Linked DNA regions of Sus scrofa: region 2 is linked to region 1. The links are chromatin contacts, called in public HiChIP or PLAC-seq maps. All regions are on one chromosome and are shown on one strand. The core of a region is the stretch at or near the end of the contact, and the rest is flanking DNA. Distances in the headings are between cores, read along the strand shown.

Region 1 (5,210 bases), core at 1,483-3,982:
TGGTGCCGAGCAGTGTGGAGCCCTGGCTGAGCCTGGTCAAGACAGCTACTACTCTGCTGGGTATCATAGGCATCATGCCGGTCACTGGCTGTGGCCGTGGACATGGCTGAGTGCAAGTACAAGCAGGGCCCCAGAGGAACTGGGGAGCAGGGGAGCCCTCTAGAGAGGCAGCTGGAAGAGGGATGGTCCTTCGGTGTCTTTGGGGCTCAGTTGTCTGCCAGACCAGGTGGGAGGAATGACAGGAGGAGAGAGAGAGATGATTGTGTTCATCTTGGGGCTTAGGACCCACCACCCCTCCCTCACCTATATCCCTCTGACCTAGCACAATGCCGTCATCTCTCCCGGCCCTAGAAGAGGGATCTGGCCCCTAGTCTTCAACACTGCTGTGGGGAAGAGAGCACTAAGAGGCAGAGGCTGAAGACTGGAGGGAGCTGGGGTGGGATGGGTACAAGGAAGATTTCATTGATCTGAATCTCCTTCCCCCTCCTCTCATATGTCCCTGGCCTCTGCTGCTGGGGACTTGATCAGAAAAATTATGATGGGGCTGGGGTGAGGTAAGGGTATTGTTCCTGGAACTATTTTGTGGACATAAACTATCCCAGGTCTCAGCACCTTAGCTCCTTCTTGAGGGCTGTGTATCTTGTTGCATTTGAATTGGGGATGGGTGAGGAGATTAGAAAAAGAAAACCAACTGGAAAGTTGATTCTGCACTATGTGCCTGTATTTTGGTGAAAAAACTTGTCTTATGTGGTTGTCCCTGGGGGGGGGGGTGGAGGGAGGAAGTAGGCAAAACGACTTTTAACCCAGTCTTTTCATTCTCAGTGCCTGGAGATTTCCCACTCCTATCCCGACCCCAATCCCAGCGATCACACACTCTCATTCCCTAGCTTTCTGCATGGGTAGATCTCTTTCTCAGCATTCTTTCTGATATACCCAGGCATCCTAGTGAGTTTGTTTTGTTTTGTTTCGGTAGTACCTGTGGCAAATGGAAGTTTCTGAGTCAGGGATCGAACTTGTGTCACTGCAGCAGGACAACACTGGGTCTTTAACCTGCTGAGCCACAAGGGAATCCCGTATTCTAGTGACTGTAAGAAAACTAGATGTGAAAAGGTGTTTTGTTGTCTAGCTTTCACTGGCTGATTGGAAACTTTATTTTATGTTATATTAATATAAATATAAATATAACATACAATAAAATCATAATATGATCATATAATTAGAACACAAGCAAATATAAATATAGTTTCATGATATAATAGTTTATATGTTACATATAAATTATATATATATATATATATTTTTTTTTTTTTTTCTTTTTTGGCTGCACCCTTGGAAGTTCTTTGGGCCAGGGATCAAATCCAAGCCGAAGCTGTGACCTGCATCACAGCTGTGGCAATGCCTGAGTTTAACCCACCGTGCCACAGCAGGAACTCCCATGATGGTGAATTTTAAATTCACATTGTCAGAAATGTTATTTGGACACCAGCCCTCTTCCCTTCACTACCCCCAGGGAAATGGAAACAGATTTCCCAAATTAAAAGGCCTAATGGAAGTACTTGTAGTCTTAACTTCAGTATTAGAAGATGAATTTATATGTTGCAGGGTGGGGGTGGAGGAAGATAGGTAGGGGTAGCGTTGTGGTGGCAATCCCAGAGTGCCCAGAACTTTTGCTTATTTATTCAACACATAATTACTGAGACAAAACGTAGTGGTAACACCTTGTGTTTATTTATCTATGCAGCACACAATTCATGAATGCATCTTCCTAGGCCCTGAGGATATAATAGTAAAAAAAGGAGATGTTATCCTTGCCCTCATGGAGCTCACAATCTAGTGTTAATCTAGTCATTAACAAACAAAAAAATCACAAGTATATAATTGCCAATATATCAAGTGAATCAAAGGAAGGGTGCCTGATGGTTATGAGAACATAAAATGGGCGAGCCGAGGCGTTCCCCCTGTGGCCTAGTAGGTTAAGGACCTGGTGTTTCTGCAAAAGCGGGCGCAGCACCCCTGGCCCAGGAAATTCCGTATGCTGCTGGGTGTGGCCCTAGAAAGAGGAAAAAAGAAAAAGCAAAACACCGAGGAGCTGAAAACAAAGAAGTGGGGAAGACCGGTGGAAGCCTACTGCAGTTAAACTGACAAAAGGTGGTGGTTTGGGCTAGAGTGGGAGCACCGAGCTGGAGAAAAACACACTGATTGAGATGTCTCATGTCCACATCAGCGCGCTCTCTTCTCTCAGGGGACAGCAGAAGTGCAGACCAGGGCCAGACTTCTCAGGAGTGGCTCTTAGAAGACCCTCCTACTTTGAACTTAAGCAGAAGCAGAGGGTTTCCTCTGGTGTGGGGGTTGTGTGTGTGTGTGTACACTATTGAACCCGCCATGTGCTAGGACCAGCACTGTCCCCCTTTCCCAGATATATCTTGTGAAGTGTAAGGCGATAGGGTTGGAGCCCAGGTTTAGATGCATTCAAAAGTTAGTTCGTTTACTGTTCCTTTTTCTACTCTAATTTTCAATTTTACAGCTACACGAAGGGGCCCTTAAGCCTCAGTGGGCAGAAGTTAAGGCTGAACCCCGCAGCTAGAACACTTCCCTCGGTCCAGAACTAGAGAAAGAGAGCTTTGTTTCCCGACGGAAGGGGAAAAAAAACCCTCGCGAGGCCCGGAAGTTGCGCGTTGCATTGCCCTCACCCACCTCCCTGGCCGGGGTGAGGCCGCGGCGGACTGCCCTTCTTCAAGATGGCGTCGAAGATGGGTTCGCGACGGTGGATGCTGCAGCTGATCATGCAGCTGGGTTCCGTGTTGCTCACACGCTGCCCCTTCTGGGGCTGCTTCAGCCAGCTCATGCTGTACGCTGAGAGGGCCGAGGCGCGCCGGTGAGCGGCTCCGCGCGGTCGCTGAACGTGGTGGGGGCTGTCCGGCCCGTCTCAGGAACGGGGGTGCGGTGAGGTGGGGAAGAAGTCGGGGCCCAGAAAGTTGGGACGCTTGTACTGGGGGGGATTTGGGGCCTCAAACTTGTTAGGGACTCTGGTCTGGAGCAAGGTGGGTAGCGAGGGTAGTGCGGGGTCCTAGCCATGAGGGGGGCTCTGGTTTGGGGAAGCAGTGGAGCTTGCGGGAGCTCAGGGTGTCCCGAGGCTCTTCCCGCTTCATTCTTTGCTTCATTCTGTCCTTGTTCCTTCCCACCTCCCGGCTCACAGGAAGCCCGACATCCCAGTGCCCTACCTGTACTTCGACATGGGGGCGGCCGTGCTGTGCGCTAGCTTCATGTCCTTTGGAGTGAAGCGGCGCTGGTTCGCGCTGGGAGCCGCACTCCAGCTGGCCGTTAGCACCTACGCCGCCTACATCGGGGGCTACGTCCACTACGGGGACTGGCTGAAGGTGAGCACCTCGGCCCTAGATGGGACCTCGCTGGGATGACGAGGAGCCAGTGCCCGGCACAGTTGGGTGAAGCCTGAGAAGGCGGAACCCCAGGCTTGTAGAGATTATCACAGATCGCAGAACAGAAGGATTTAGAGACCACACAAGCCTGCCTTTCAAAGTGTGGAAACTGAGGTCCAGAGGTGGGAAACAGACTTTCCCAAAGTTACACCACAGTTGGCATTACATTTACATTTAAATCCTTGGTTTAGGATGTAGTCTGTTATCTCAGACTCATAGGACAAAAAGGACCTTTGAAATATCTGATCTGACCATCTGATTTTATGAAATTTAATTAATCCTAGGGCAGCATTTAAGCCTGTAAATGCCAGAACCTGTGCTAGGCACTACATGCTTGGAGAAAAGCCTGGACTAAGGCACTACCCTCAAGGAATGGACTGTCAGTCCAGTAGGGGAGGCAGATGTGTGAATAGCTGCAGGACAGTGAGATCAGTGGTTACTTTGTGGAACAGACTATACTGTACACCAGAAAGAACACTGGGATTCAAGGGAGCAGAACTGGGGTGGGGAGGGGGGGCAATGCTTGGCATCTGGGTTCTGCCGCTTACTTTGTGTAGGACCTTGGACGACTTTATTAACCCTTCAGGGCCTCACTTTTCACTTCTGATAAAAAGAGTTATCTATCTCTGCTCTACCTGCCCACCACACTTGGAAATGCTAAGAGGGTTCATCACGTGGAGTGGGATGCTTCGAGATGGGCAGGCAGTTCTGCGCTGCGGGCAGCCAGCAGACCTGTGGTGGCTTCAGTTCCTGACTGGGGTCCCCTCGCCTCGGCCTAGGTCCGCATGTACTCGCGCACAGTTGCCATCATCGGCGGCTTTCTTGTGCTGGCCAGCGGCGCCGGGGAGCTGTACCGTCGGAAACCCCGCAGCCGTTCCCTTCAGTCCACCGGCCAGGTCTTCCTGGGCATCTACCTCATCTGCGTGGTAGGTTGGGGGAACGGTTGACTGGAGATGCTTGACGGAGTGAGCTGTGAGCCTGAGCCTGGCAGAATGCAGGGAGGTGGGCAGGATGAGGCCTCGCATGCAGTTCCTGATGACCTGGCTCCTGGCAGTTGCCCTGACCAGCTTCTGAGCCTTGGGGGACCTTCAAGAGACTGAGGGCTGGCTCAGAGTCCCTTCTTCCAACATGATGGCCACCCGGGAGAGGAGAGGGTGGATCGACCATTCAGTCCTAAGCCTGAGAGCCAGGATAGCAAGATGGCCTGCTCCTCTCACGGTTTCAGCCCCCAGAGGATTGGGAGAGGGGACAGAGGGGAGGTTTGGAGCTGATGGGGCTGCCTGGCAGAACCGGTTATATCCTGGGTGCTAGGGGAGGCCGGGGTGGATGGGGACGTGGACAGGCCCTGGGTCACTTGGCTTCATCTTAGTTCCTGGGCACCATCTCCCATGTGCAGGGTTCTGTGTTCAGAGGTGAGAGTCCTGGTCTGACTGTGGAACCTCTTCCTTTCCGAGCCCGCAGGGTGGGGAGACACAGAGGCCCCAGCCTCATGGTGTTCCCTAGCCTGAGGGAGAGACACAGAAAGCCCCCTGGGCAGAGGAGGGAGTTAGAAGCTCACCCTGTAGGTGCTGGCTTGTGTCTCGGGGAGGCCTTCCCCGGACAAGCTGCTTGGCCTGTTGGAGAGCCTCAGAGGGCGCTGTGTCTCTAGGCCTACTCCCTGCAGCACAGCAAGGAGGACCGGCTGGCGTATCTGAACCATCTCCCAGGAGGGGAGCTGATGATCCAGCTCTTCTTCGTGCTGTATGGCGTCCTGGCGCTGGCCTTCCTGTCAGG
Region 2 (5,210 bases), core at 954-3,453, 130 kb before region 1:
CGCTGAGCCTCCGTTTTATCGTCCAGAGAATGGGCCCCAGGCTGTTGTGAGGGCTGGTGTATGTGCGGTGCTACCCTTTTCCTGGCATGTGAGCTGGAGACACACAAGACAACAGCCCCCCACCTCCCCAAACCATCTCAGCCCCTGGGCACCTACTGCAAGGACTCCGGGGCTGTGCACAGGTGCAAGGGGGTCGTGCCCTCCTCGGACAACACGTTGACCTTGGCGCCGAAGGTCAGCAGCAACTGCACACAGTCGGACTGGGCCCGGGCACAGGCCTCGTGCAAGGCTGTGCGGCCCCCGACTCGAGCGTCCAGCTCGGCTCCCTGCCGGATCAGGTAGCGGGCGCAGTCGGTGTAGCCTCGGGCCGCAGTGATGGTAAGGGGTGCCGTGTGCTTGGCCTTGGGGGTCAGCACCCAGAACCCTGGAGAGAGCAGGTAGTGTGGGGGTAACGTATGTGAGACAGCGGGCGGGGCAGGCTGTATGTACAAATGACACTGGCCCTCCCTCTGCACACCGGGCTGAGCACAACTCTGTGCTCTCTGTACCTGTGGAAAGTGGCTCCTTTAGGCCCCCAGTTGGGAGTGTAAACTGTTACAGTTTGTCAATCTGTAACAAAACACAGTATGTGTGTCATAGACAAAAACAGTCAATTGCCCTTTAAAAGGGAGTTCCCATTGTGGCACAGTGGAAATGAATCCAGGAGGACTTGGGTTCCATCCCTGGCCTCCATCAGTGGCACTTCTGTGAGCTGTTGGTGTAGGTCACAGACGTGGTTTGAATCCCACGTTGCTGTGGCTGTGGTGTAGGCTAGCAGGTATAGCTCTGATTCAGCTCCTAGCCTGGGAACCTTCATATGCCACGGGTGCAGCCCTAAAAAGAAAAAAAAAATTATGTGGATTTATGGTAATTGACATAGAAAGATGTTACATGAAAAAAATATTAGGCTATAAATAGCATCTGGAGTATAATTTCCTTCTCCAAAAGAAAAAATACTCATGTATGGCTCTATATTTACGGCTATATATTCAGAGGAAAAAACTGCATTAGAATATAACTGTGGGAGTTCCTGCCGTGGCTCAGTGGTTGACGAATCCGACTGGGAACCATGGGTTTCAGGTTCGATCCCTGGCCTTGCTCAGCGGTTTGGGGATCCGGCGTTGCTGTGAGCTGTGGTGTAGGCTGCAGACACAGCTCGGATCCTGCATTGCTGTGGCTCTGGTGTTGGCTGGTGGCTACAGCTCCGATTAGACCCCTAGCCTGGGAGCCTCCATATGCCGTGGGAGCGGCCCTACAGAGGGCAAAAAGACAAAAAAAAAAAAAAAAAAAAAAGAATATAACTGTGTGCCTATGAAATTCATGTAATATGTTAACATGATGTTAATTCTGAAAAGACACACAAACCACTCAGTGTGCCTCCTCTCTGTTTTGGGGGGTGGGGGCAGAATGGGCCGTGGGAAGGGACTGTCTAGTCTCAGGTCAGGAGGGAGGCGATGGACCCAGGCGCTCTCCCCTCCCCCCTCCTCCCTCTCCCTGCTCTTCGGCCCCCACCTGGTGCTCCCTACCCTGTTCAGCTGACCAGGCCAGCTGGTTGCTCACAGTCTCCACAATCATGTTGGCAGCGTCTTCGTCCTGGAACAGGGCTTGGATCTGCTGCAGGTCGCCGGAGAACAGGGCATTGTGCACAGCCGGGTCCCGGCAGGAGCGGCGCGGCCTGGTGAGTCGGGCCCGCGAACTCGAGGGGCACCTTTGGCTCCGGCACCGCTGGGCTGCCGCCCGCCGCCGGTCCTCCCATTCCAGCCACTCCCGCTGCAGGCGGAGAGAGCGCAGGGTGGAGGAGGTGAAGGGGAAGGTCTCCTCCGCCATGGGCCGCGATCCGGGGGTCTGGGCAGCCGCCGCCCAGCAGAGCCAGCCTCCCTCGGGTGCGACTGCCACCCTCGCTCTGAGAGGCCACCCTGCCCCCTCACCCGTGACCCAGAGAGAAGCAGCTGAGGCTATAAATAGGCCCTTCGCAGCTCTGATAAACATGGTTTGCCCAGAGTCATCATCTTTTTGTGGAGAAGGTGTTGGGCCAACCCCCAGCCCGGGGAGAGGGCCAGCCCCTGCGGATACCCTCCGAATGGGGAGCCAGCCCTCGGCTGAGCCCCAGGCCTGCATCCTCCCGCGTCTCTGGAGTGAGCATCTTGGGGTGGCAAGGTCCCGTCCGAGGTGAGTGAAACAGTCAAGCAGGGAATGGACAGGACAGGGGGGGAGTGTCAGAATCCCCAGACCTCTCTGATGCTGGCTGGAGGGAGGACCCCAGTCCAGGAAATAAGGGCAGGTCACGTCAGGGTTCAGACACCTGCAGTAGCAGGAATAACTCTGCACCTATAGGCACAAGATTTTACAATATTTAAATCACTTTTTCTTTCCTGTCTCTTTAGGACCGCACCCTCGGCATATGGAGGTTCCCAGGCTAGGAGTCAAATCGGAGCTGTAGCCACTGGCCTATGCCACAGCCACAGCAGTGTGGGATCCAAGCCGTGTCTGCGACCTATACCACAGCTCATGGCAACACCAGATCCTTAACCCACTGAGCGAGGCCAGGGATCGAACCTGCGTCCTCATGGATCCTAGTCAGATTCATTTCTGTTGAGCTAATGGGAACGCCTTAAATCACTTTCATATCCATGTTTACTCAGGTGACCCTGCTTCCTGGCTCACCCACGTAAACAGCAAACTTGGTTTTGACAAGAAATTATACGATCAGGCTAATCATCAGTTTGGCTCCTCTGAGATGGGCAGGCAAGGTGAACTCACTGGCTCGAGGTCACAGCTTGTGGACCGGGAGCCAGGCTAGGACCCCAGTGGGCCTGACTTCATAGATGGTGCACCTCAGTGAGAGCCTCTCCCCACCTTCTAAGCAGGACAGCCCAGCCCCCAAAACTGCCTTCAGTGCATCTTGTTTTGGTCCCCCCACCCCACCCCCGAGCTCCTAAAGAGGGTTTAGGTGCCTGAGGAAGACCCACTGCTTTCCCTTTAAACTTTAGGAACCGTCTGTCACAAACCCACTCACTCTCTGGAGAAAGTTGCTATGCTTCCAGAAGCCTCTAGGGGGAGGAATGAGGCCGTGAAACAGCACTAGCTGGTGTTACTGCCGAGCAGTGGAGGGGAGGGCGGGAGGCCCCTCAGCCCCTCAGGGTGGGTCTGCCCACACCCCTCTGGGCGCCTCTGCCCACTGCGCTTCCTCCACTGCCTGGCCCTGCAGGGCCCCGGCTCAGGAGTCCCCGACCCCATCCTTTCCCTGGTACCCTCACAAGGCTCCCATTGGCACACGTGCAGGCACCGACTCAAGGTCTTTAACCTGGAGCAGCCCAGCCTCCTACCCGGTGTTCCTTCCTCGGGCCACAACCCCTGGGCTCCACTGCCCCAAAGGCAGGATCCGAAACAGCTCACTCCCCAGCTCCAAACCCCTGAGCCCTGCGCTCTCCCTCCAACTCCAATGCCCCAGCTTGGCCTCATGTAAGGCAGCGTCCCCGTCACGGTTCCCTGCCATTCCCTCTGCTTGGAACTCCCTTCTGACTCATTCCTCAAAGTCCACCTCAAAGGTCACCTGCTCTGGGAGCCGTCCCTACAGCAGCTCAGATTCCCCCACCCCTGTGGTTCTAGCCGCTCTCCAGTCCCTGCTCTTGAAGGACTTCTCCTGCAGGTTGTCGAGCCCCTGTCCCCAGGACCGTGGATAACAGCCTGCCGCGCTGGATGTGGGCTCCAGGGCAGGACCTGAATCGATTCAGCTGGGGTTCTGGTACCCAGTCGGGCCTATCACGCAGCAGCTCTTGATGTGGTGTTTGGGAGCCCTTGGCTTGTGGGGGGCCGGCCTCCTGTGTAGCATGTTGACTGAGGGCCCCTGTTCCCCGCCAGGGCCACCACTCATCTGCCTGCCCGAGTGGGTGCAGCAGCCCTGGCTGTTTCCGGTTCTGCCGTTACCCTGCGGTTCACCCACTCCGGCCCCAGCGTCTTGGTGGTGTTCCAGGGTGGGGGATCCCAGAGGAGTGAGATCATGCCCAGCCAGGCCTTGGAGAGCCTCGGAGAAAGGCGCCTCTATAAACGCAGCTGTGATTAACCCTGTTGGCACCTATTCGATGGTTTAACTACCCCACCAACGGCCGGGCTGAGCACCCACAGCTGGGTTCCCAGGGTTGGGCGATGGCAAGGCTGGGTGGGCGTCCCCTTGCCCTTAGGCACACAGGAGCCTTGGCGAGTGGGGCCCGCGGCTGTGCTGACCTCCCAGCCTCTCTGCAGCCTTGTCACAAGCCTGAAGGTGCTCTGACTGCAGCTCGGTCCTCAGATCCCGTAGGTTCTGTCTCCTGTCCTTAGCTTTAATTTCCTAAGGGCAGAAAAACTGTCCTCAGCATTAACTTCCTGAGGCCTTTCCTTCAACCCACATGGAGCCCAGTTTCACTGGCAGGAACAGTGCCAGGCGACTGGCTCCCCAGCCTGCCTTCTGGGAGCTCAGAACCTGTGGCGTGATGAGTATGCAAGGAACCAGGACGTGTGTCGGGATCGTGAGCGGCAGAGACCAGGGCTCGGCGGGGTGGGGGTGGGGGTGAGTGGGGAAGGGCCCGCAGGCCAGCGGCGCCGGTGGCTTAGGTGCAGGAAGAGCACCGAGTAGGTGGGCTCCAGCCTGGGGGCAGAGCTGGGGAGTCAGCCACCAGGGGACGGGGGTGGGGGTAGAGAAAGAAGCTGTGCAAGGTGCACTTAGGAAGGACGAGAGAATGGGAGGGCGACATAAGAAGACCCTTTACACCCCACCACGGCCCTTGTCCAACTCTTGCCTAAAAGGGGGTTCAGAGAAACTACGGTGGTGAAGAGTTGCATGGCCACAAAATAAAGTAGTACTGGATTATAACCCGAAGCATAAAATACATACCCATGAGTCCACACTGATAGAAATGAGTGACTGAATAAAAAATAAGGGTGACCAGAGGAATCACCCATGCACAAGAATTCCCACGCAGATATTCTGCCCTTAAGAAGGGGGAACAGGAGTTCCCGTCGTGGCGCAGTGGTTAACGAATCCGACTAGGAACCATGAGGTTGCGGGTTCGGTCCCTGCCCTTGCTCAGTGGGTTAAGGATCCGGCGTTGCCGTGAGCTGGGGTGTAGGTCGCAGACGCGGCTTGGATCCCGCGTTGCTGTGGCTCTGGCGTAGGCCAGTGGCTACAGCTCCGA

What was found. HiChIP or PLAC-seq counts read pairs in DNA pulled down with a chosen protein or histone mark.
Region 2: a contact with region 1 is called in an H3K27ac HiChIP or PLAC-seq map of skeletal muscle. The contact joins the promoter of ASB16 here to the promoter of TMEM101 in region 1. A contact is called at or near these places in 4 of 47 Hi-C or Micro-C datasets (alveolar macrophages, embryonic fibroblasts, fetal heart ventricle and 1 more) and 2 of 2 datasets of contacts at active chromatin or transcription factors (alveolar macrophages and skeletal muscle).

What each region holds. Positions count from the first base shown.
Region 1 is chr12:19,162,901-19,168,110 of Sscrofa11.1, forward strand. TMEM101 (transmembrane protein 101) reads left to right here and starts at 2,733. Exons shown (of 4, transcript NM_001244685.1): 1 at 2,733-2,875; 2 at 3,197-3,377; 3 at 4,217-4,363; 4 at 5,086-5,210. The coding sequence starts at 2,739.
Region 2 is chr12:19,038,278-19,043,487 of Sscrofa11.1, forward strand. ASB16 (ankyrin repeat and SOCS box protein 16) reads right to left here and starts at 2,204. Exons shown (of 5, transcript XM_021066898.1): 1 at 1,566-2,204; 2 at 157-424. The coding sequence starts at 2,157.